Regions from separate parts of the Mus musculus genome. Here all the other regions are linked to region 1. A link is a contact called in public Hi-C and Micro-C data. All regions are on one chromosome and are shown on one strand. The core of a region is the stretch at or near the end of the contact, and the rest is flanking DNA. Distances in the headings are between cores, read along the strand shown.

Evidence for each region. A called contact is a pair of places that touch in the nucleus more often than the background predicts.
Region 2: a contact with region 1 is called in a Hi-C map of cerebellar granule neurons, with 2.8 times the contacts expected there. The contact joins two enhancer-like sites. A contact is called at or near these places in 2 of 15 datasets of contacts at CTCF or cohesin (large pre-B cells and pro-B cells), 7 of 484 Hi-C or Micro-C datasets (cerebellar granule neurons, cerebral cortex, embryonic fibroblasts and 3 more) and 1 of 9 other capture datasets (embryonic stem cells).
Region 3: a contact with region 1 is called in a Micro-C map of granulosa cells, with 2.6 times the contacts expected there. The contact joins two enhancer-like sites. A contact is called at or near these places in 2 of 39 promoter capture datasets (embryonic stem cells and hippocampal neurons), 2 of 15 datasets of contacts at CTCF or cohesin (large pre-B cells and pro-B cells), 18 of 484 Hi-C or Micro-C datasets (the HL-1 cell line, adipose-derived mesenchymal stem cells, cerebellar granule neurons and 10 more) and 1 of 9 other capture datasets (embryonic stem cells).

Annotation. Positions count from the first base shown.
Region 1 is chr15:40,165,873-40,168,866 of GRCm38.p6, forward strand. It overlaps Gm33301 (predicted gene, 33301), which reads left to right. Exons shown (of 3, transcript NR_155350.1): 3 at 1,441-2,204. Among named protein-coding and RNA genes, the nearest start is that of Gm33301, 4.8 kb to the left of the region's middle. Within about 2 kb of position 1,394, at least 46 of the 459 cell types and tissues checked have an H3K27ac peak or open chromatin away from gene starts, as enhancers often do. A contact at or near this core is called in cerebellar granule neurons and granulosa cells, where this site is marked.
Region 2 is chr15:40,385,131-40,388,124 of GRCm38.p6, forward strand. No RefSeq gene overlaps it. Among named protein-coding and RNA genes, the nearest start is that of Gm41311, 43 kb to the left of the region's middle. Within about 2 kb of position 1,596, at least 2 of the 459 cell types and tissues checked have an H3K27ac peak or open chromatin away from gene starts, as enhancers often do. A contact at or near this core is called in cerebellar granule neurons, where this site is marked.
Region 3 is chr15:40,360,943-40,363,936 of GRCm38.p6, forward strand. No RefSeq gene overlaps it. Among named protein-coding and RNA genes, the nearest start is that of Gm41311, 19 kb to the left of the region's middle. Within about 2 kb of position 1,484, at least 13 of the 459 cell types and tissues checked have an H3K27ac peak or open chromatin away from gene starts, as enhancers often do. A contact at or near this core is called in cerebellar granule neurons and granulosa cells, where this site is marked.

The sequences.
Region 1 (2,994 bases), core at 144-2,643:
TTATCCCTTTGACTACACGGGTGATAGTTGGAAGGCGGCCCTCCTCAGAGAGTAATGGCGCTCACCCTGTGAAGCCGAGAGAAAACAATTCCTCGTGCTCGTTTCAAGCTTGGGCTGGGAGGTGCCTTCAAGGCTTTCAGTCCAATTATAGAAATGCAGAGTCCCAGGTTCTTAATGTGTAGGTTTTATAGATATTCACTTTCCCAAGTTTCTGAGGGTTCGTAGAAATTTTTTGTGGTAGTTACAACCTCTGTTCTTCCAGGACTAGGGAAAAGCAAGTTACGGAGAGTCGTCATTTATGAACTTCACATGAACTATGCACGTAGGGCACGTAAGAATACATATGCAATTATCACCTTGACTAAGGCATAGAACATTCTGGAATCCCAGGATAATTTTTCTGTGTCTTTTCATCAGCACTTCTGCTCCACCTTACCCCAGAGCATAGCTGTTTGGCTTCTGTTTCCAAGCTTCATTTAGATGGAGTTGTTTGCACTTGGGATCTATCTGGAGAAGCTGGGATAAGATGTGGAAAAACAAGAACCTTCCAGAAAACAAAACAAAACAAAAACAAAAACAAAACAAAACAAAACAAAACAAAACAGGAAAGCCCCGGTTCCCCATAATTATCCTGTGACTTTCACATGTTTGTGGTGGCACGGGTGTGTAACCACACAGAACTCATGTCAAGTTCCCATCCTTTTTGATCAACACCGAGAGTTAAGCAATCAATGGTGGATCGGGGAAACAGCCTGTAGAAAACAGAGGAACTGAGTTTATTGGTGAGTCAAGGTAATTGCTTGGGGGTGGGGGCCGTAAATGACTCCTGGAGATATTTTAGTTTTTGAATTTTTGATGCCTGATTTTGGGCATGTCTCTTACAATGCAGTTGGAAAGGGTAAGACGGCAGAAAGAATCTCGTTTCTGAACAATGAGCTAATCACATGTCTTAGATGTTTAATTCACAAATGCTCCAGAAACACAAATAGCCTGCTATTCAAGATATGGCCACTAGATGGGGATCTTGAGTCAATCATAACTGGCCCACTCCCCCACTCCCTGATTTTTTTTTTTTTTTTTTTTTTTAAACCAGGGTTTGAATACATATGATGCGAGTTTACAATTTTGGCATTTCATGTTGTTGCTGAACTTTTTGGGGACAGTAATTTGGAGTGAAATGCATTTAGTTTTAAATGTATGAGCTTAATTAATTTTTCATCTGGGGTCTCGGTAGGGTGGAAGGGCCCCAATGTGCTGTGGCATGCTATTAATCCTGTGCTAAATTCTGGCAGAAGTTACTACTGCTTATTCACATTTCCCCACAGGGTGTGGTTAGTCGCAGTGGCTGTCACTGTACCTTATAACTGATTAAAAGTGGAAATCCTTACTAGACATTGCTCTCGCAGCAACCAGCAACTACACTTGGTTTTGTTTCCACAGGATAAGCGGGTTCCACGTCTCAACTTATGAAAAACACTAGCAGCAAGGGCTCACGTCTTTTGCTTTCTTTCATGTTAAATGAAATTCCAAAGTGATTTTTAGATGCAGCCACAACGCGACCTTATAGAAAGATCTTGAAATCCGACGTAAAGACCTTTTCTATTGGTGAAGGCAGCCATGCGACCGAGGAATAAAATTACGTTCGGCTGGAAACAGGGACTGAAGCGGTTTGTCCTCCCTAAGACGTTTCTAGCAAACGCAGGAGTTGGACGGCCTTGTCTGTAATGTGCTGACCGTCCACCTAGGGACAATGTGACCATTTGGTTTTTGGCTGCTATCTGAAATGAGTTTGAGTGTCTCAGCTCATTTCATGAGAAACACAAATAAAGGCCACATAATAAAACATGCAATTTGGGATTATTGCCAGTCTCTATTCAGAAGGTGCCCAGACCTCAATTTCTGAAAACGAAATTCTGTTCCACATAGATAGAAGCTCCTGGACTTCCAGACCGGCTCCAGTGGAGTCACGGGAAGGAAGAAGAGGAAATTGTAAACCACGAGGCATCATGCCAGAGGAAATGCCTCCGGTGACCCAGACTGAATGCCCTATGGTCTCAAAGACCCCACATTCAAACTGCACGATGTCTGGGTGTGCTTGACTCCAAGTCTCAGGCAGGGGCTATCCTCTGTCTCTGCTTTTCCATACCATGCTCTCTGCTGTATATCTTCCTTAAGCTGCGTAATAAAGAATGATAAGGGCTTCACTTCTTTCTGCCGTCACCTGACTCTGCCACAGTTCCAAGAACGGGGGCACCGGGGAGGTCTGCAGCAGTGTGGGCCCTGAGAGCTGTCTGTGGTCGTTCCACACTTCACTGCTCACTCTGGTGAGAGAAACAGACCCCAGGGGCTGGCTGCACTAGGGCAGGGAGAGGATCCCGGCGTGGACAGACTGTAGTGAAAGACCGTTTTCATAAGTATGGGACATCATCCAAGAAATGTCTCAGATTTCAGACTTTGATCCCTTTCAGCAAGTGAAGATTATTTTCAGTTGTTTATTTCTTTTTTGCATGTCTTTTTCTTAAGCAACAGTAAAGCATGTTCATTAGAAAAGTTGTAGTAAACAGACATGTCCTGTGTCCGGGGAAGTAACTGTTTGGAAGCCTATCACATAGATATAAACTCAGCCAGTGCCTTTCTGTATAGTGCACGCTTTGATCCGAGCTTGTGGGCATGCAAGTACAGTATTCCAAGAATAGTGGTCATTTTACAGTACAACTTCAAGGCTTTCGAAGACACGGGGCTGTCTTCTTGCTCTGTATTTTACCAAGTATTTATTTATAGCTTCACGGTTAACAGCTGCCTTGTATTCCCTGCTAAACAATCCCTTATTTTAGAAGAGTGCCTTCAACATGTCCACTTTATTGATGATATAAACAACACTGAAGTTACACTCAGAGAGTTTTACTGTATATGTCAATATATCTAATTTGAACAACTGACGGTGCAGATATCACGCTCCGTGTGGAAGGAATACCTTTGACAAGAGTATGGGGA
Region 2 (2,994 bases), core at 346-2,845, 220 kb after region 1:
AAGTTATCAAGGGGTTGAGGAAGGTTGTTCAGTAGAGTATTCCTTAACCTTTTGCCCCTCACCCACCCTTGGTGCCACAAACCCTTGTTCTTCAACCTAAACCAATTTCTTAAGGCTAGCTACACAATTTTTAAATATTCCCTGGGATAAGACCAAGAATGATTCTATTGCAGGTAAGGATCTCTGAGCACGAGGATTAGAAGAAACTGATAAATTTATCTCTTCTGGGGGAGGGGATAAAGGAGGGAGGTGCAAAATGGAGAGGAAAAGGGAGAGGGAGAGGAGAGGGAGGAGAGGGAGAGGAGAGGGAGAGGGGGAGGGGAGGGGGAGGGAGAGGGAGAGGGAGAAGGAGAGTGGGAGAGGGATAAGAATATAGCAGGTCTATTCAAAGCTATGTAACATGAAAGAAAGTTGATTCTGTTTGCAAAATGGCTTCCACAAACCTTTCAGAGTTGCCATTGCTATCAAGCATCTGGTCCATTTAGATGCACAAGAGCAAATACTAAGTAGCTGTAATGAACCAAGTGATACTCAATTAACAGAAGCAGCCACAGGAAACTAGTTTTCAAGCTCCTGTTCAATTTTGACCTCACTATGAGACAGTTTTTTGGTTACTTCTACTCTAAAAGTCTTTATAGTAATATCCCTATCCATTATCAACAACTGAGATCAGCATTTGAAAAGAAAAAAACAATTTCATAGCTGACAGTGGAGAAGCGTTTTATGCCACCTGGCCCCACTTATGCCCTATACTCCACTTCCCTCTTTGAACAAGTGCGTCTGCGTGTCAGAATGTGACAGATTGTCACGTGGTACAGAAGTTATTTCTATACTTTTTGCACACCAAGACTTCCTCAGGGTAATTTTGCTGCCTTTGCTAACCCAGAGTGGAATCCATTTCCACTGCTTGATTCTGAATCATACTTGTGGCTTTGGGCAGTGGAATGATGGAGGGGCCCGCCAGTGTATCAGTGTTGAATGTTGATCTCCACAAGTCTTCAGTAATTCTGATAGCTCTCTTGGAGCCCAACTCAGTGCCACAGAAAGAAAGAAGACTCAAGTTAGGCTTCTAAGTGATGAAAACTCTGGGTGCCAGTAACTTTCTAACCAGCCTCTAGGCAATATAAAAAATATCATGGTGAATTCCCATCTGCAGCTAGCCTTTGTCAGCTAACTGGAGACTACTAAAAACCAAATGCAGTTGGCAAACCCAGATCCAGGTCAGCAGAGTTCTAAGAATTCGTGAGCAATAGCAAAGACGTAGTTTTAAAAATCTCTTTCTTTGAGTTTCAGTATCAAGCAGCAGTTGAAGGTAGATTAGCAGTCTACAACAAGATCAATCTCATCACTGTCTGTAGTTCCAAAGACATTGCTAACTCCTGGAGTTGAATATGAGAACTTGCCGGAAAACTAACCACCCTACAACTAGAGTGAAACTTACTTTGGTTCTATATTATTCTGGGCTTCCAAAGGTGCTCAAGTGACTTTATTTGTACACATCCTAGCAAAACCAGTTGCCATAGACCTAGGGACTGATTTTGACGTTTTCCACAGCAGGACTAGAATCTGTCCTGGTCATTGGAGTCAGAGTTGCAAACTGGAGCCAAGTTAATCTCCATGTACCATCTGCCCTCTCAAATTTCAATGTATCCTCTCCCTGTGAGTAGTCTGCTATAAAAATTTCCCATATAACCCAAGCATTTGACCTAGGCAAGACAATGATTTGCTTATTGCCTTTGTCTTTGAATCTGTACAGCATTTGTACAGTATGCTGTACAGATTCTGTAGCCATGGAAGTCAGTCTCTAGATCAGCCTTTTTGACTCCACACTGAGGTTCCTATATATATGGCTCAATAGAATCACTTTTGGTTTTGTCCTAGGCTTTCAGTAAGTATTTACTTAGCTTTAGGAAAGATAGTTCAGGATATTGAACATGCCTTTGGAAACTATGTAGGGCCTACAAACTTTGGAAACTATATGTAGGGCCTACAAACTGCCTAGTTCACAATATTACTACAGCTCCATGAGAACTCTGACATTTTTATAATTATATGTATGTAAGTCAATACTTCCTGCGTGCCTTCTCCAGGACATGTACTTAGAAAATAGCTATGTTAGTGCAGGAGGGAATCATGAATTCTAATTCTATTCTAAGTGGGCTAGTCTGAGTAGAACTCATCAGAAGTACATCATTTGGATCTATGTTTCTTTCTTCATAGAGATACCAAATTAAACTAGATAGATGACTACAAATGTCTTGCAGCACTATGAGTTTAATCTGTGTTGGATGAGAGAGTGTGCTGATAGGTTTTTAAGTAGCAAATTACCATGAATGTTCATAGGCAAGATTGGCTATATGGACCACAGAATTTTGAGCAGATCAAACCATCATCAAACCATCATATGCTTCCACAGCTTTGTGCCTCAGACATTGCTTTTCCATGGATCCCACCTTGATAGAGAACACAGATCCATAAAGTAACAATGGTTTATTGAAAGAAATAATTTTCAAGAAATCTTGATGCAGTGTGACATACTCTATTTCTAAAGATATGTAACTTGTATTAGAAGATTATGTATCAAGATGACAAAGCAGAGTTATAGAAACTGAAGTTTATATATAACAAGATAAAGAATCTAGCTGCCTCCATTTTAGGATACTGACTGTAACTGATGGTGGACCAGTAATGCTGCCAGATCCTTTGATATGTCATTCCTCACATTCATCCCCATGGAAGAGATGGCTTTCTATTCCATCTGGAGAGGATGGACTGACATCCAAAAACTTCCTGTCTCTTGGACAGTGCTTGAGAGGCCACTGCCAATGTTTGCCACTACGAATCTTCTTTTGTATGCTTTTCTTGCTGACTGACTCTCTATTAGCTGATATTTCCTTCTCCAGATATGTTTGTTTATTCAAATATGGCAGTCTGGCCGTGTTGACTTGGGAGTAATATTTTTCTCTGTTGGGGGAATTTGTGCATCTCTGCTTT
Region 3 (2,994 bases), core at 234-2,733, 200 kb after region 1:
ATAATGTCCTCTTATTCATCTCTTTTTCCACCTCTCATCATGAAAAATAATAATATTACCTTCAGCAAAATAGAATTCTAGACCAATCCTGTCTATAGGATTTCCTTAAAGGAAATTTCAAACGTTGACATTGAAGTTAGCTTTTGGCTCAATTATTGCTTTCTGGTTGGGTTTTAAGAGTTACCTGAGAGGTTTATTGAAATTCATATTTATGAGATTATTTTGGATTTGCAGAGCCTAGGTAGTGAGACTCTAAAGTCAGTATCTTGTCAGCTCTTAGATGCCTCCCTATGGGTAGAATGGGAAACACTTGGGATGGGATATGGCCACACTGAAGGCAAAGTTCCAGGTTTGATGTATTTGAAGGCTACTGAACAGAGCATTAAAATATAAACATAGAAATATAAAAACATACACACAATTTTTCCAAGTCCAAGAATTCTATTCCAGTCATATCTCTTGAAAAAGCACAGCCAACATTTCCTCACTCTTGCCTTTTAAACATTGTTCAGGTTCAAGGTCAACTCGACTTTGAGAAAGAAAGTACATCACGGGGCTACTGAGCAGCGACTTCAAATGCCAATTTAATGCAAGAGCTCTTCATCCTGGCACACTAGAAGTTGGTTACTTATTTGTTTGTCTGACACTGTGACTTTTGCGACAAAGAGACAAGATACAACCGGAACGGAATAGCTGTGGTAGACAGTATCTCACCAGCAAAAAAAAAATGGAATAAAAAGAATTCCTCTGTTCTGGCAGTAGACATCTTCAATGCTGTCACCTAATGGGTGCTGACATTGACCTAAGTAACTGTGAAGATACTGAATTGGGATATGATACGATTTGTTTTCTGAAGACAAACGTCAGAAAGATCTAGGTGCTCTCAGCAAGACTTTCGCAGTCTGAGTCTTTCTCATTCTTTTGTGGCTCTTAGAAAAAGAGAAACACCAAGAAAAGATATTTTTTATAGGGAAAACGTTGCTTGCCTTCATCTAACATTTGGTTGAATCTGATCGTAATTCCCTTGCTGCTCCTCTTGCAGGCCAGTCACAAAGCTTTGACTTTAAGCCACACTCATAGCAAGCGATTCCATATGGGCTTTTGCTGAGCAGTAGCTGTTGTTGGCTTCTGTGTGCCAGTTAGAGATGGCTTTGAGGTAAGTCAGTATCGTACGAAGGGAAGAAAATTAAACTGATTTAGGCACCAGTAACTGCTAGCAAGCAATGTACAGTGCTGTGGCCATTATGTCCCCTATAGAAACAGGCGCTCAAACCAAGTTGTTCTCTCCGGGAGAAATCAAACCTTGCATCTGGGCTCTCCAGCCTCCAAAATTCACATCTCAGAAGGATGTGGGATTGTCAGCATGAGAAGGTGAAGCGGGCCAGGAATAATTTCCAGAGCTCTGCTTCCAGCTCCGTGATACCTTTCCACCTGGGTAAGCCATCTGAGCTGGGCACAATGACCCTGCCATCTGCTGTATCCCTCTGGGTAGCAGCCTGCCTTTTGCATACGCTTTTCGCTGGAGGAGATCTGTTGGCAGCTCTGGGGACCTTCTGAACTCACCTGAGAAGGCTCTGTGGACTCTGTAGAAGAGCATGTTTTAAGAACAAGATGAAAGGGGAAGGGAAATGAAATTAGAAAAGGAAAGTGCTTTCTGCTTTCCCTTGAGCAAGACCCTTTCTATTACCAACTGTCTTTCAGGAGGCAAATACAAAAAGTTGGATTCACAACACTGTTAAAACACAAGTAATGTGCAAGTGCTATAGTTAAAGAAAGTGCCACTCCCCTTCTCCCAGTGACAATGTTTAGGTCACTGTTAAGTCAGACCAAAGCTGAGAAATCAATACATAGGTATTTAATTGCCTCTATAAGAGAGCACATCGTTTGGAATACTGCTTAGTATAACACTTTATGTGTAAAATACATTTGTGTGCATGTGCATCCAACTTCACATATAGGCATACTCATATTTTATGTATGCACATATGCTTCTGTGTCTGTACAGTATGCCTACATGTCTAAATGTCAGTGCTTTGTGGCTATACATGTGAATGTGCATGCACATAGACATTTGTACTTATGTGCCTGTATAAGAATATGGATGTGAACAAGGGCAGGTGAACATGGGCTTTTTTTACTTAATAGTCATAAACAAGTTGTTATCCAAGGCCCAGGATTTTTCCTGACCACTGCACACATGGGAAGTACAAACATTCTATTGGCTTTAAAGGAGATATGTATCCCATATCTGATTTCTCTCTGGAACTCTGTTTACTTGAGAGTTCAAACTTTGTGCCTGTCATTCACAGATCCAAATTACCTTTCCAGTTGATCTCCTTCCCTCCCACATTCACCCTCCAAAGCACAGGGATTATTCACTCTCCTTGTGCACGCCACGCTTCTGTGACTTTCCTTCTTTTCCACCCTTTACCTACGTTACTTTTAATATGAGCGAAATGCTAGTGGCTTTAACAAATACATTTCAAAACGCCAATAGAAAAAAGTTTCTGTATTCTTTGTAGTCAGCAATCCTTTAGGTATCCTTGTCAGCAGGAAGAATGGGAAGTTAGGGCAGAGATTACCGCTTCTTTATGCCAAAGATCTCCTATCATTTTCATTCCATCCACTGTGAAAAACAGCAAGACGAACATGGGGGCTGGGAAATATTGTGTCTGGTAAGGCAACAAGTGAAGATAGCTCAGGGTCTAAAAGCGCTTACTGCCAAGCCTGACAACTGGAGCTCTGTCCCTGGAACCCAAGTGATAGAAGCTGTTCTCTGGCTTCCAAATGTACGCTGTGATATAAGCATCTGCGTGTGTATGGGCACACACACACACACACACACACACACACACACACACACACTTACATGCATGCACACACGCATGCAGCTACTCCTTTGTTGGCCACCATAGTTTCTTTAGTGGAATAAGCCTGGAGTGAGAAACTAGGCTGTTCCAACATAGAACCAAAGGCACAAAGTGGCTACTGATC